Regions from separate parts of the Xenopus laevis genome. Here region 1 is linked to region 2. The links are chromatin contacts, called in public Hi-C maps. All regions are on one chromosome and are shown on one strand. The core of a region is the stretch at or near the end of the contact, and the rest is flanking DNA. Distances in the headings are between cores, read along the strand shown. Region 1 holds the start of rbm17.S (RNA binding motif protein 17 S homeolog). Region 2 holds the start of net1.S (neuroepithelial cell transforming 1 S homeolog).

Region 1 (6,176 bases), core at 3,172-5,671, 300 kb before region 2:
TTCTCAAATAGTAACATAACCAAGAGAAAATCTGTTTGACAAAAGAGAAAAGTGTCTGAAAACTGCATTTAAACAGACAAAAATAGAATTTGACAGGTATGTAGATAAATATCACCTTTATTCCAGCACCCACATGGGGGTGTGTGTCTGCAATCTGGCGTTCTTCAGCTGCACTTCCTCTCTTAAGATCAATGACAGGAGCAAGAACTGTGCTCTGCTTTGTTCGCTGTGTCTTAAATGAAAGAATATATACAGAAAGGTTAGTAATAATAGATGTAGCACAACAATTATATTAATTTAGCTAGACTTTCAGTTAAAGTACTAATGTCAAAAAACTTTAAAGCCTTTGCATAAATGTAAATATACAATTAACCAGCAATGAACTTCAGCTTCAGAAGCGTTAATGCCATTATATCAACAAGCAAATATGAGGAGGTAATTTTTTGTCCCACCTTGTGTTTTATACCTTTCGACAAAAATTAGCTCTTGTTGTGAACTAGTGACAAAAAACTGTTTAGCAGAAGTTAAAAAAAAAATGGTGCTAAGAAAAAAATAATTTAGAATGTAAACCCAACTAGGGATGCACCGAATCCACTATTTTGGATTCGGCCAAACCCCCGAATGCATTGCGAAACATTCAGCCAAATTCTAAATGGAATCCTGATTTGCATATGCATATTAGGGGTGGGAAGGAGAAAACATTTTTTACTTCCTTGTTTTGTAACAAAGTCGCGCAATATCCCTCCCTGCCCCTAATTTGCATATGCAAATCAGGATTCAGTTCAGCCACGCCGAATCCGAATCCTGCTGATAAAGGCCAAATCCCGAATCGAATCCTGGATTCGGTGCACCCCTAAACCCAACCAAAGCAGGCCATACCTGAGCCCCATGAAGAGGGCCAAATCGGCACCCTCTACACCAAATACGTGGTCAGACTGGCTGGACAATTCTGTACAGGATGAAGTCTTCTCTTGACAAGTCTGTCCAGTGCCCTCATATTATCATATCATCATTTCATGATCATATGATCATTGGCCAGAGACCAAAGTAACTGCTTAGTGCAATCAGGCCCAACAACGGGATAGCCAAACCAGACTAAAATCTGCTTTTTTTGGCAACCTTGGAAAAATTAGTGGCTTTTCTATTGCAGCCTGCTTATGTAAAACACAAAACTAAAATACAACCAGCATTCTTTTAAGACCATGAACAAAAAAAAAGGAAATCTAAAGGTAGCCATACACACACACACACACACAAATAATAGCGGTTAACTCAGCCATTCCAAATGGTCAGCAGGTTATGGATACTGATAAGGCCCAAATAAGAAGAAAGCGGACAGGCACTCCAACCCAGACATGTAAAATCAAAGTTACTTTATTGAACATGGGCATCAGCTCAACCTTATGCATTTCAGTACAGCAAGATACAGCACGAAATGGGTAAAGCTAAGCTGTTGTCTCAACAAAAGTAACTTTGATTTTACAAGCCTGGATGACTGAAGTGATCCCCTTGAGTGCCTGCCAACTTTGTTTATATGGTTTATCCACTTGACAATACTGCCAGGTGCCCTGAGCACTCCATTATACAAGTCAATGTTACTCCTAGAATATATTTTTTCAAACCAATGGCCTGCCCAACTGATATCTGGTCAGAAAGGATGGGTTGGAAAATCCAAATGGGCATAGCCAAGGGGCTATACGAGCTGGAAGACACAATTTGTCAAGCCAATGGTAAGGTTGGCAAAACAGTGGATCTTTATGGCAAGCTTAAAACAAATCTGACTCATAGCCTTCATTTGATCACTTAAGTGAGGATCAAAGTACCTTTGCTTGTGTAAGAGCTGCCTTTTTAACTTGCAATTGGGATTGTAATAATTTGAAGTTTTTTGACCATCCTTCTGTCTTTGAGTCACTAGTCTCCACAGCAAGATCATCGTATAAAGACATTGTATTGCTTTAACCTGAAAAACAAACTATTGGTTAATATACCGTAAATATACAAAATTTTGGTCGATGGCACCTTCTTAGATGAGGTGCTATGTTATACGGCTCAGGACATGGACCTTAAATCCTGTACAATATAAACAGACATTCGTCAAGGGCTTTCATATTTTGTTACCCCAACAAAGACTGAATGAAAATATATTGTAATCTAAGTACTATATTACTAAATCTGAACAGTGTTGAAAAGGCATTGGTAAGTTTCATAGGCCAGAGAACACTTCTGGTTGAAGCCAGCCAATAATGGCAAAGACAAGAATGGAATGTGGCTGTTGAGAAAGTACTATTTTATTGTTATCTTTTGTAAATTATAGCTACATATTCCACTAATAAAGCAGCATATAACAAAATAATTCATTTCAGCCTTCATAGATTACATTTTTGACTAACTATACAATAAACATATTTTTTATTTTGCACTGTCAATTTAGCAAGTTTATTTTTTACACTGAACAGTTTATTTAAAAAAAAAAAAGTCCCTAGTAAGGATGAACCAAGTCTACAGTTTTTGGATACAGACATTTACCAGAGTCTATGGGAGACTGCCTTTCCATAATGTGGAGCTTTCTGGATAACAGGTTTCCAGATTACAGATCCCATACCTGTACTGTAATTATATCAGCTTCAAAACATAGATGAATAATAGGAAAATGGAATCTAAGGAAATAAGAAAAGTCAGTCTGATTAAACTAAATTAAACTTACTAAGTACTTGAGGGTGTATTCCATCAGGAACAAGGGCCTTTTTTATATTTTATTTTTAATATACAAAGACATTTAATAGTATTAGCCCCTATAGCTGTCCTAACAAACCCAAATATTGTTCACATATCAGGCAATCTATAACACATGACCTATACATTAAATTAGACACTGTAGGGAGTAACACTTTATAGAGTACCCCCCAATTACAGACAGGTAAGTTTGATATCTGCAGTGGGTAAATTATCTGAACGTTTGTTAAAGGGGTGGTTCACCTTCAAGTACTTTTAGTATGTTATAGAATGGCCAATTCTAAGCAACTTTTCAATTGGACTTTATTATTTATGTTTTTTCTTAAATATTTGGCTTCATCCTCTGACTCTTTCCATCTTTCAAATGGGGTCGCTGACCCCTTCTCAAATGCTCTGTAAGGCTAAACATTTATTGTTATTGCTACTTTTAATTGCTCATTTTTCTATTCAGGCGCTCTCCTATTATTATTAAAACCTCTTTTTAAAATCAATGCACAGTTGCTAGGATAATGTAGACCCTAGCAACCCGATGACTGCTGCTGAATAAAAAGCTAAATAACTCAAAAACCACAAGTCATAAAAACAAAATTGCAAATTGTCTCAGAATATCACTCTAAACATCATGCTAAAAGTTAACTCAAAGGTGAACAACCTCTTTAGGGAATCACATTCAAGATATTTTTCAGAACAATGGGGTTATAAGTAGTGATAAATGTGACGTTATAAAGGACAGAGCATAACAAACATGTTTAATTGCTTTTATGATAACATTTGCAGGAAGTAGATCAACTTGGATTTGCCAAACCTTTTAATTTAGTGCATAAGGGATTCTAAAGTAACGTCCATTGGTCTTGGTAATGCTGTTCATATATGGTTAGAAAACCGGCTAAAGCATTGAAAAATTGAGTTCCGTATCAACGGTACATTATTTACTTGGCCCAGGCTTCTTAGTGGAGTCCCGCAGATTTTTGTATTGGGTCCAATTTAATGTATTCATTATTAACTAAGAGAAGGGCATTATAATCAACAGATGTGTGTTTGACACAAAACTATGCCAACCAGCCAAGGAGGGCCAACAAGGTATTGCTTATTTAAAGGGTTATAAATGCAATGGATTAGAAGTATTTGGTCTCCAGAGCTCAGAAAAGATATTAAGCAAAATAGAGAAAATCCTATTAACTGCAACTAAGCTACTATGGTAGGAAGAAAGTCAAGAGTTGGGAATATTTACACTGGGGAAAAGACAATTAAGAGTAGCTGATAACCATGTATTAATAAAGTGTCAGTGTTAGTAGGTAGTGCAGCAGCTACAATGGCATCTAGTTAGAGTACAAGAAAGGGCCTTTCTGCCTTATGCAAGTCGCGATTCTTCGAGTGTAACATTTTAGTGGTGAGATGGAACTTAGCAATGTTTGTACGATCACAAACACTGAAATTAGGTGACAATGGGGTGTCAATACTAAAAAAAAACATAAACAATGACAAGTACATGAAGAGATCACAAACATGTAGCGGTGTTACACAACTGCGATCCATCAGTTAAACATACCGCCCAACAAGCTGGACAGTTGCTATTTTCTTAATGCAGCCCGCAGTCCTGTATCGCTGCTTAAACGTCCCGCAACGCCGATCACATTCAGCACCTTGGCTCTTGCCGGGCAGCTAATAGTGATGTCACTTGTCTCACGTCGCCATAGTTTGGCGTCACTATACTTAAAAAAAGCGCAGTGACGCTACACGTAGCCATTTTGCGGAGTGACGAAGTACGTCGGCGCTGCACAAACCTAAGCCCCGCCTACTCTACTTACCCAGTTTGACAGAATAATTCCACTCCAATAGTTACTCATAATCAGACTATTTTGAGTTTCAGCCTAGTGTTTTCTTTAAAGACTAGTACAATATTTTTTCACACTTCATGGACAATATATTGGCAAATTTAGGAGAATATAATGGTTAAAATATACCTCCAGTAATCTTTTTTTAAAAGGTGGTGTTGGAGGGTTCTTTTTTTAAAATAATTTAGGGACAAAACACTGGCTAGTCTAGGTGAAGACAATGGATGAAATCAGACAAAAGTAAAGTTTTGTTTTAGCATAAGAATATCTCAGTGCAAGTATGGCAAGATTTTTCACAATTTATGAACAAAAAAAAAGCTCTAATTTATGACAATCAGGGATAGATTTAAAATGTGGCTGACCCTGGCTGCTTTCACCACCCTGCCATCACTGCAGCCAGTCACCCATTCCCACATGATATCCATCACTGGGTGGGGGAGATTCAAATTGCTGTCAAAATCTCCCGTTCAGTCCCCAATACAGCTGTGGTCAGTGGGCGGCACGCCACCCCCAAATTTCTGCCTCACTAGGCCCGGGCCTGAGAACAGTGGATAAAATAGACCAAAGTTAGCATGAGTTTTTAGGCTCTTTTTTTCCAAAGTGACATCAGAGGGTCCCAGGGATTATGTGAAAACTAGGGTGATATTTAAACAATTTAGGAACAAAATATGGGTTAATTTAGGAGAAAACAAAGGGTAAAATTGGCCAAAACTAATTTTGAGTATTTATGGGGTTTTTTTTTACTCTGGCATAAAAAGGTCCTATGGGGGAATGTAATAAAAGTCGGTAACAGAAAAAAATATTTGCAATTTGAAAAGTTATGTGCAAACACATGTTTTTGTGCGAATTTAATATAGATTTTGCGAACCTGGACAATGTTTAGCGACCACTTCCGACAGTGGAAGAAGGTTTGCGAAATTTTATAGTTAGCACCAGTGTGCAGTGAATCTAATAAAACTTCTTACTGAAAAAGTTATGTTTGCTCCAAAAGATTACAACAACTTCGAGCACTTCTTAAAAGTGGACAATGCACAATTAAAATTCGCAATGCGCAATTTAAATTCGTAATGTAATAACAGTTTAAGGAAGAGTATTGCGAAATGAGACTTTTTATCCTTATTTGTGCTAATTGTTTTGCTCTTTGCGACTTTTATTACATTCCCCCACTAGTGTTTTATGTGAAAATTATGGCTATATCTTATACAATGTAGGGACAAAAATGGCTAATTTAGGAGGAGACAATGGGTTAAATATACCAGTAATTTTTCGTGCAAACCAGAGACACTGTGGCTAATTTAAAAGAGCGTAATTTTGAGTTTTTAGGCTTTTTTTCTCTCTGGCATCAGAGGTACTAATGTTATGTGTAAAACTTCTACCCACACTTTTCACAATTTAAAGTGGACCTGTCACCCAGACATAAAAATCTGTATAATAAAAGTCCTTTTCAAATTAAATATGAAATACAAATTCTTTTTTTATTAAAGCATCCATAACTAATTTTAAAATATCAAATATTGGCCGCCCCTCCTCTATGCCTTAAGTATAGAGGCGGAGCAAGGAATTACTTTCACTTTCCATTCAGCACTTCATAGATGTCACTGCTCTCTC
Region 2 (6,651 bases), core at 477-2,976:
AATCTGCTAGATCTTCAAAACACAACAAATACGTCTGCCTAAACACAAGGTTGGTTTGCTTGCTTAATAACTAGGCAATGTATTCCTTGTTAATCCACTTATTTAAATTCTTTCAACAGTTGCTGGAGTAGCCACCTCCATAAAGTATCATAGACGCAAAGTAGGAACTGGAGAGCCTTCCAAGTAGTTTGAATTTCTTTATTGAAGCACTACATGTTTCGGACTGCAAAGATCCTTCCTCGGGTGCATGTAACATGCACCCGAGGAAGGACCTTTGTGGTCTGAAACATGTAGTGCTTCAATAAAGAAATTCAAACTACATTGGAAGGCTCTCCAGTTCTTGCTTAATAGCTAACTGTTGGGGCACAGCTGAACACAAAACAAAAAACTCCTTTCACTGAAATGGTGTAAAATGCAAACTGGCATGGGGATGTGAATTATCTGGCATAACAATGAAGTATAGAGATTACCGGTAGTCAAACACAGTGTGACCTGTGTACCGTGGCATATTTTCACAACACCAGGAACCCAAGGTGCAACATGAGCTTAGAAAGTCTCTGCAAACAGAGAAGCAGCTCACTTTAGTTTTGTTTGCAATAAATCTAAACCCTTCAAGAGAGAGAGAGAGAGAAACAGAGAGAGCCACACATGATACACTGAGAACAATAGTAAATCTGAAGCCTATAAAACAATTACAATAGGTAAAACGAGAGGATTCTAACATTCTCTTCTCGTATGAGGTCGAAGTAAGAAAAGTCACGGTGCAATCCACAAAGCAGAGGTCAATGCATATTTCTAAACGTTCACTAGGAAGGAGCTGCCATTATCACACATGAAGCTAGAAATCACTACCTATGTAACAGTATTTTTCCAAATATCCGCCAGGAAATGTCATTTAAGGGAAAAGTAGTGCTTCAACTGATATTTTTAATAGCAAATTATGTGACATCTTGCAAAAGGTAGAATGTAAAAAAACAAAGTAAAGCAACAACAAAATATATAATACCACACCGCACTGTTGATTTTGTTTTGTACTTTGATATAATTCAAAAAAAAAAAACAAAGTTACATAGACAACATATAAATGGTGTTTTAGTGCAGTGATTTCCATCAGAAACTTGAAAGTAATTATCCTTTACAAGGAATAAGGATGGATGACATTCCATACAATGGAATGCGGCTTTCTAAAGAAATATAGAGGGCAGAAGTCAGGAGTGCTGATCAGAAAGCCCCTATTTCTTGCCTGGGGGGATAATATTAAAGCTGAAGGTATGCAGAGAAGCTTCCTAACAAGCTCATTGGTACGCACAGAGCAGGCTAAAGCTGTAATGAAATCTGTTTCTTCAAATTGAAAGACTGACGTAAAATTGAAATTGCACATTTGTGACCAGACAAGCATTACATGCAAGCGTGGGGGGGAAAACGTAGCTGCCTCTTTACCTTTCAACCTGAAATCTATTTTGCAAACACTGATAAAAACAATGTATAAACAATGAAATACATACCTCTGAGTCCTTAGATGCTTGGTTCTGAACAGTTATAACCTGAATAGTCCTCTTGATAGGCAAAAGGCCTCCAAAGTCATCATGAGCCACCATAATTTATTATATTCCAAGATCTGGAAGTAATCCACTTTAAAGGATCAGTCCTTGCTAGAGCTGCTTTCGTAGACTAGTCTCCGATGTGCTAGGAAACACTCACAGCTCCTTCCCATACTGCATACTTCCCTTGCTGCAGCTCAAGTGTGGACTTGAAAGAGCAAAGGCTCAGTGCTACTAAGTAGTAGTAGTAGGAGGAGGAGGAGGAGTGGCCCGTTTGCTTTGTAGGCGTAGTTGCATGACATCCCATGTCATTTGCTGTGAACAGCTGGCACACCTACAGGCTGCTTCTCAACTTACAGCTGCTTTACTTTATGACTCCAGACAATTTTATAAATGGAAAAATCGCTTTGCATGCCGTTCAGCTCACAGCAAGGAGACAAGTTTACAGCAGCCAAACTCTAAAGCCTGGATACAGTATAGCCAAGTTAGTTCCATACACACAAAAAGGAAGGGGGGAGGGGTGCATACAGCTTGAAATACTGTTTCCCAGCACAAGCAGCTCAGGCTGATTTACTTTGTTCTTTAACAATCTGCATATATTTGAGGCACATTTTTTTATTGACAAGCTATACACAACAAAATGACAGCATATTTATTGGAAACTCTTTCAACAGCAAGTAGTAAGTGACCCAGTTAAAATACTTGCATGTCTAAGAGCAGACCTTAATGAAAGGGAACTATATTATAGTAACATATCACATAAAACATCCAGCATTTACCCCTTCACATATTGGGAAACAATTTCCAAAGCTTGCATAAAAATACTATATAGTTTGGTTACTGATCCGTGCGGCACCCTCTGTTAAACAGCAACAAGTGGAGCAAATACACAGGCATTCAAGCGGTTAAAATATCAAAGGGGATCTAACCCCCCCCCCCAAATTGGGACTTACTCAGGGTGCTTCTCTGAACACTTGTAAATTAATATTACATTCATATTTTATTTTTATTGGAGATATTTATAATGCCAATACCAGACTTTTGCCATTTTAAATACTTAAAGGGGAGGTTCACTATTGAGTTAACTTTTTGTAAGTTATTGAATGGTTAATTCTAAGCAACTTTCCCATTGGTCTTCATTTTTTCTTTTTTTTATAGTTTTTGAATTATTTGCCTTCTGACTCCAGTTTTTAAATAGGGGCAACTGACCAATCTAAAAAGACAAATGCTCTGTAATAGTCAGGGGCGATCCTGGCCCCTCCGCCGCCTGAGGCAGAAGCAGTTGCTGCTGCCCCCCCTCCCCTGGAAATTCGCTCTTAAAGTTTTTTTGCTGCCCCTGGTACCTAGTGGGGCGCTGCCGCCTGAGACGACAGCCTCAACTCGCCTCATTGGCGAAGCACCCCTGGTAATAGTGTTGTGCAGGGTCAACCCACGCCCCTCCCAATCGGCACCTGGCCCTGCATTGCTCCCCTATCTATAGACCCGCAGTGACATCACAAAAGGGGTGGGCGGCCTCTATAAATTAGGCGTTGGAAGCCAGAAGTGCTAGGTTGCACTCCTAGAGTTGGCCCAGGATTCGGCCCGAACCTGCCTTAGCTTGCACATCAGTACTGTGTAAGAATACACAGTTATTGCTACTTTTTTTTTTTTTTTTTTTATTACCCATCTTTGTATTCAGGCCTCTCTTATCCGTACTCCAGTCTCTTATTTAAATGAATGTATGGTTGCTAGCATAATTTGAACCTTGCTGAAATTGCAAACTGAAGATCTACTGAATAAAAGCTAAATAACATAAACCACAAATAAGAAATGACAACCACTTTAAAGGAAAACTAAAACTCCCCACCAAAAGCCCCCCTAAACTTCCAGGCATTGACCACCTCCCCTCTCCGCAATGTGCTTTAGTGTAAAAAAAAGCCAAACCTGCATGACTATATCTTTACACTGATGGGGTGTGTATGATCAAACTATGAAATCTGATAATAAGTAATCATATGACCCGACAACTATCTTATAGATAGAAAACAAACTCGGACGGAGTATTTGGAATATGCACGGTCTGCTGTAAATTTAAATATTAGAGGTCAGTTTTGAGTGCTGCGACCAAATAACTGTGACTTTTGCCTATGGTCCTTTTTTTTGTTACACTGATTTGGAACAGTGGTTGACAAGATAGGTACTATGCAGAAGAGAGATTTAAAACTTACTCAAGAAGAACCCAGTCCAAAAAGAACAGCATGTATAGAAAACCTGTCCCTGACAAAATACAGTCATATGAAAAAGTTTGGGAACCCCTCTCAGCCTGCAATAATTTATTTCACTTTCAACAAAAAAAAAAAAAAAAGATAACAGTGGTATGTCTTTTATTGCCCAGGAACATCGGAGTACTGGGGTGTTTTCTGAACAAAGATTTTTAGTGAAGCAGTATTCAGTTGTATGAAATTAAATCAAATGTGAAAAACTGGCTGTGCAAATTTGTGAATTTGAATGCATGTAACTGCTCAATACTGATTACTGGCAACACCAAATTGGTTGGTTTAGCTTGTAAGCCTTGAACTTCATAGGCAAGTGTGTCCAATCATGAGAAAATTTATTAAAGGTGGCCAATTGCAAGTTGTACTTCTGTTTGACTCTTCTCTGAAGAGTGACAGCATGGGATCCTCAAATCAACTCTCAAAAGATCTGGAAACAAAGATTATTCAGTATCATGGTTTAGGGAAGGCTACAAAAAGCTATCTCAGAGGTTTAAACTGTCCGTTTCAACTGTAAGGAATGTAATCAGGAAATGGAAGGCCACAGGCACAGTTGCTGTAAAACCCAGGTCTGACAGGCCAAGAAAAATACAGGAGCAGCATATGCGCAGAATTGTAAGAATGGTTACAGACGATGCAAAAATCACCTCCAAAGACCCGCAGGAACATCTTGCTGCAGATGGTGTATCTGTACATCGTTCTACAATTCAGCACAATTAGCACAAAGAACATCTGTATGGCAGGGTGATGAGAAAGAAGCCATTTCTGCACACAAACAGAGTTACTTGTCTTATGCAAAAGCTCATTTCGACAAGTCATTTTGGAACAAAGTGCTTTGGACTGATGAGACAAAAATTGAGTTATTTGTTTAGAACAAAAAGCAGAAGAAGAACACTGCATTCCAAGAAAATTCCTGCTACCTACTTTCAAATTTGATGAAAGTTCCATCATGCTGTGTGGCTAGTTCAGGGACTGGGGCCCTTGTTAAAGTTGAGAGTCGATGAATTCAACCCAATGTCAACAAATTATTCAGGATAATGTTCAAGCATCAGTCACAAAGTTACACAGGGGTTGGATATTCCAACAAGACAATGACCCTAAACACACTTTGAAATCTACAAAGGTATTTATGCTGAGGGAGAAGAAGAATATTCTGGAATAGCCATTACAGTCCTCCGACTTGAATAGCATCGAAAATCTTTGGGATGATTTGAACTGAACTGGCGACAGATAGTCAAAAATACCACCATCCAGAATCCAGACACTCACCAAGGGCTATAGGAGGCGCCTAGGGGCTGTTACATTTGCAAAAGGAGGCTCAACGAAGTATTGATGTAATATCAATGTTATTACATATTACATATTTTGTGTTAATCCAATAAACATTATGTCACTGCTGAAATACTACTGTTTCCATAAGGCATGTTATATATTAAAAGGAAGTTGCTACTTTGAAAGCTCAGCCAATGATAAACAAAACTCCAAAGAATTAAGAGGGGTTCCTAAACTTTTTCATTTGACTGTTTATTCTCCAAGCAACTATCCGTAAACTATTCCTATCTATCCATAAACACTGGTGTGTTTAGCATATGTTTGCCAGAACATTTTTATAAACTTTTCTGAAAGGAATAATGTCAGACATCATAAGAGTTATAGAAAGTGATGTGTATTATTTTACTGTACTGAACATGCACTTGGTCCCAATAGTTGCAAGAAACGATTATCAGATTCACACAACAAACTAGGGTCAAACTTACCAGAAACGTATGTTTTTGAAGTGTGGGAGAAGACCTACCCAGACACAAGAAGGTTGGCAGGTGCCAGAAAAACACTGAATGCATAATTCCAATTAACCTTTTGGATAGAATGGTTTTCTGGGGTTTAGTGTTTGTTTAGGGAAAGCCCTTGTTTCGGGACAATAATGCCCCCATGCATATCTGTAAATGTCTGCAAAGAATGGGTTGGTCACATGAAATGCAAAATACCCCGACTACCTGGAATGAAGATTATAAACCAGAGTTGCTGTTGCTGTGGAAAAACTCATTTATTCTCTTGTCGATTAATAGAAGGTAATCACAAGATTTCCTAGTAGAGCAGAAGCTGCTTAGTATACATATAGTAGCTCGTTGGCTGTTTTTGCCAAGGCCTTAGAACCAGTTAAAGTGTGCGGCATAATCCTAAATTACTGCTAACAACTGGCAATGTGACAATCCATACACATAGCTAGTGAATTATTCATCTAACCATGGATATTTGAGTTTCCATCCTTGAGTAGGTGGAGGCATATGGCTCTGGCCATGATTGAAAGCTGAATCTTGGCCTGCTGAAGAAAGCAGACTGAGAATGAGCGCCTATACGGGCCTTACTGCCAGTCTGCACCTGGAATCATTGCGCCGACCCAGGTGCATGCGCACGGGGCAGATTTCTGCTCTGAAAAGCAAAAGTTTTGCTTTTGAGCATACTAGTGCAATGACACACACAAACCTATCAAGCATGGAAGTTTTCATACTGCTAATAAAATAAGATATCCATATAAATAACTATTTTTAAAGAAGCTTAAACTAACTAAGCAATGTGAATACGTTTGTGCAAAGTGAATTGTTACCTTGAAATCAAAACTACAGACACTCAGGGCATCATCATCCTTTTCACGCCGTTTCCTTTTCTGCAGATAAAAAAAAGAAAAGCCTGTTATTAAACACCCATACACAAGAGCCTAAACAATATCCTTATTATACACAAAAGCCATGAATATCCGGTACATTTTATCCTTATAAACGGTTCTCAGTGATGTCATCAGTTATAAATGGTGCTTAATGATGTCATTTCTGTCATATGACACACTAAAGCTTGTGTAT

What was found. A called contact is a pair of places that touch in the nucleus more often than the background predicts.
Region 1: a Hi-C map of the XTC cell line shows a contact between it and region 2, with 4 times the contacts expected there. The contact joins the promoter of rbm17.S here to the promoter of net1.S in region 2. A contact is called at or near these places in 2 of 4 Hi-C or Micro-C datasets (the XL177 cell line and the XTC cell line).

Annotation. Positions count from the first base shown.
Region 1 is chr3S:66,997,190-67,003,365 of Xenopus_laevis_v10.1, reverse strand. rbm17.S (RNA binding motif protein 17 S homeolog) reads right to left here and starts at 4,421. Exons shown (of 12, transcript NM_001094063.1): 1 at 4,283-4,421; 2 at 1,824-1,960; 3 at 116-232. The coding sequence starts at 1,946.
Region 2 is chr3S:66,692,322-66,698,972 of Xenopus_laevis_v10.1, reverse strand. It overlaps net1.S (neuroepithelial cell transforming 1 S homeolog), which reads right to left and starts at 1,726. Exons shown (of 9, transcript NM_001091727.1): 1 at 1,506-1,726. The coding sequence starts at 1,598.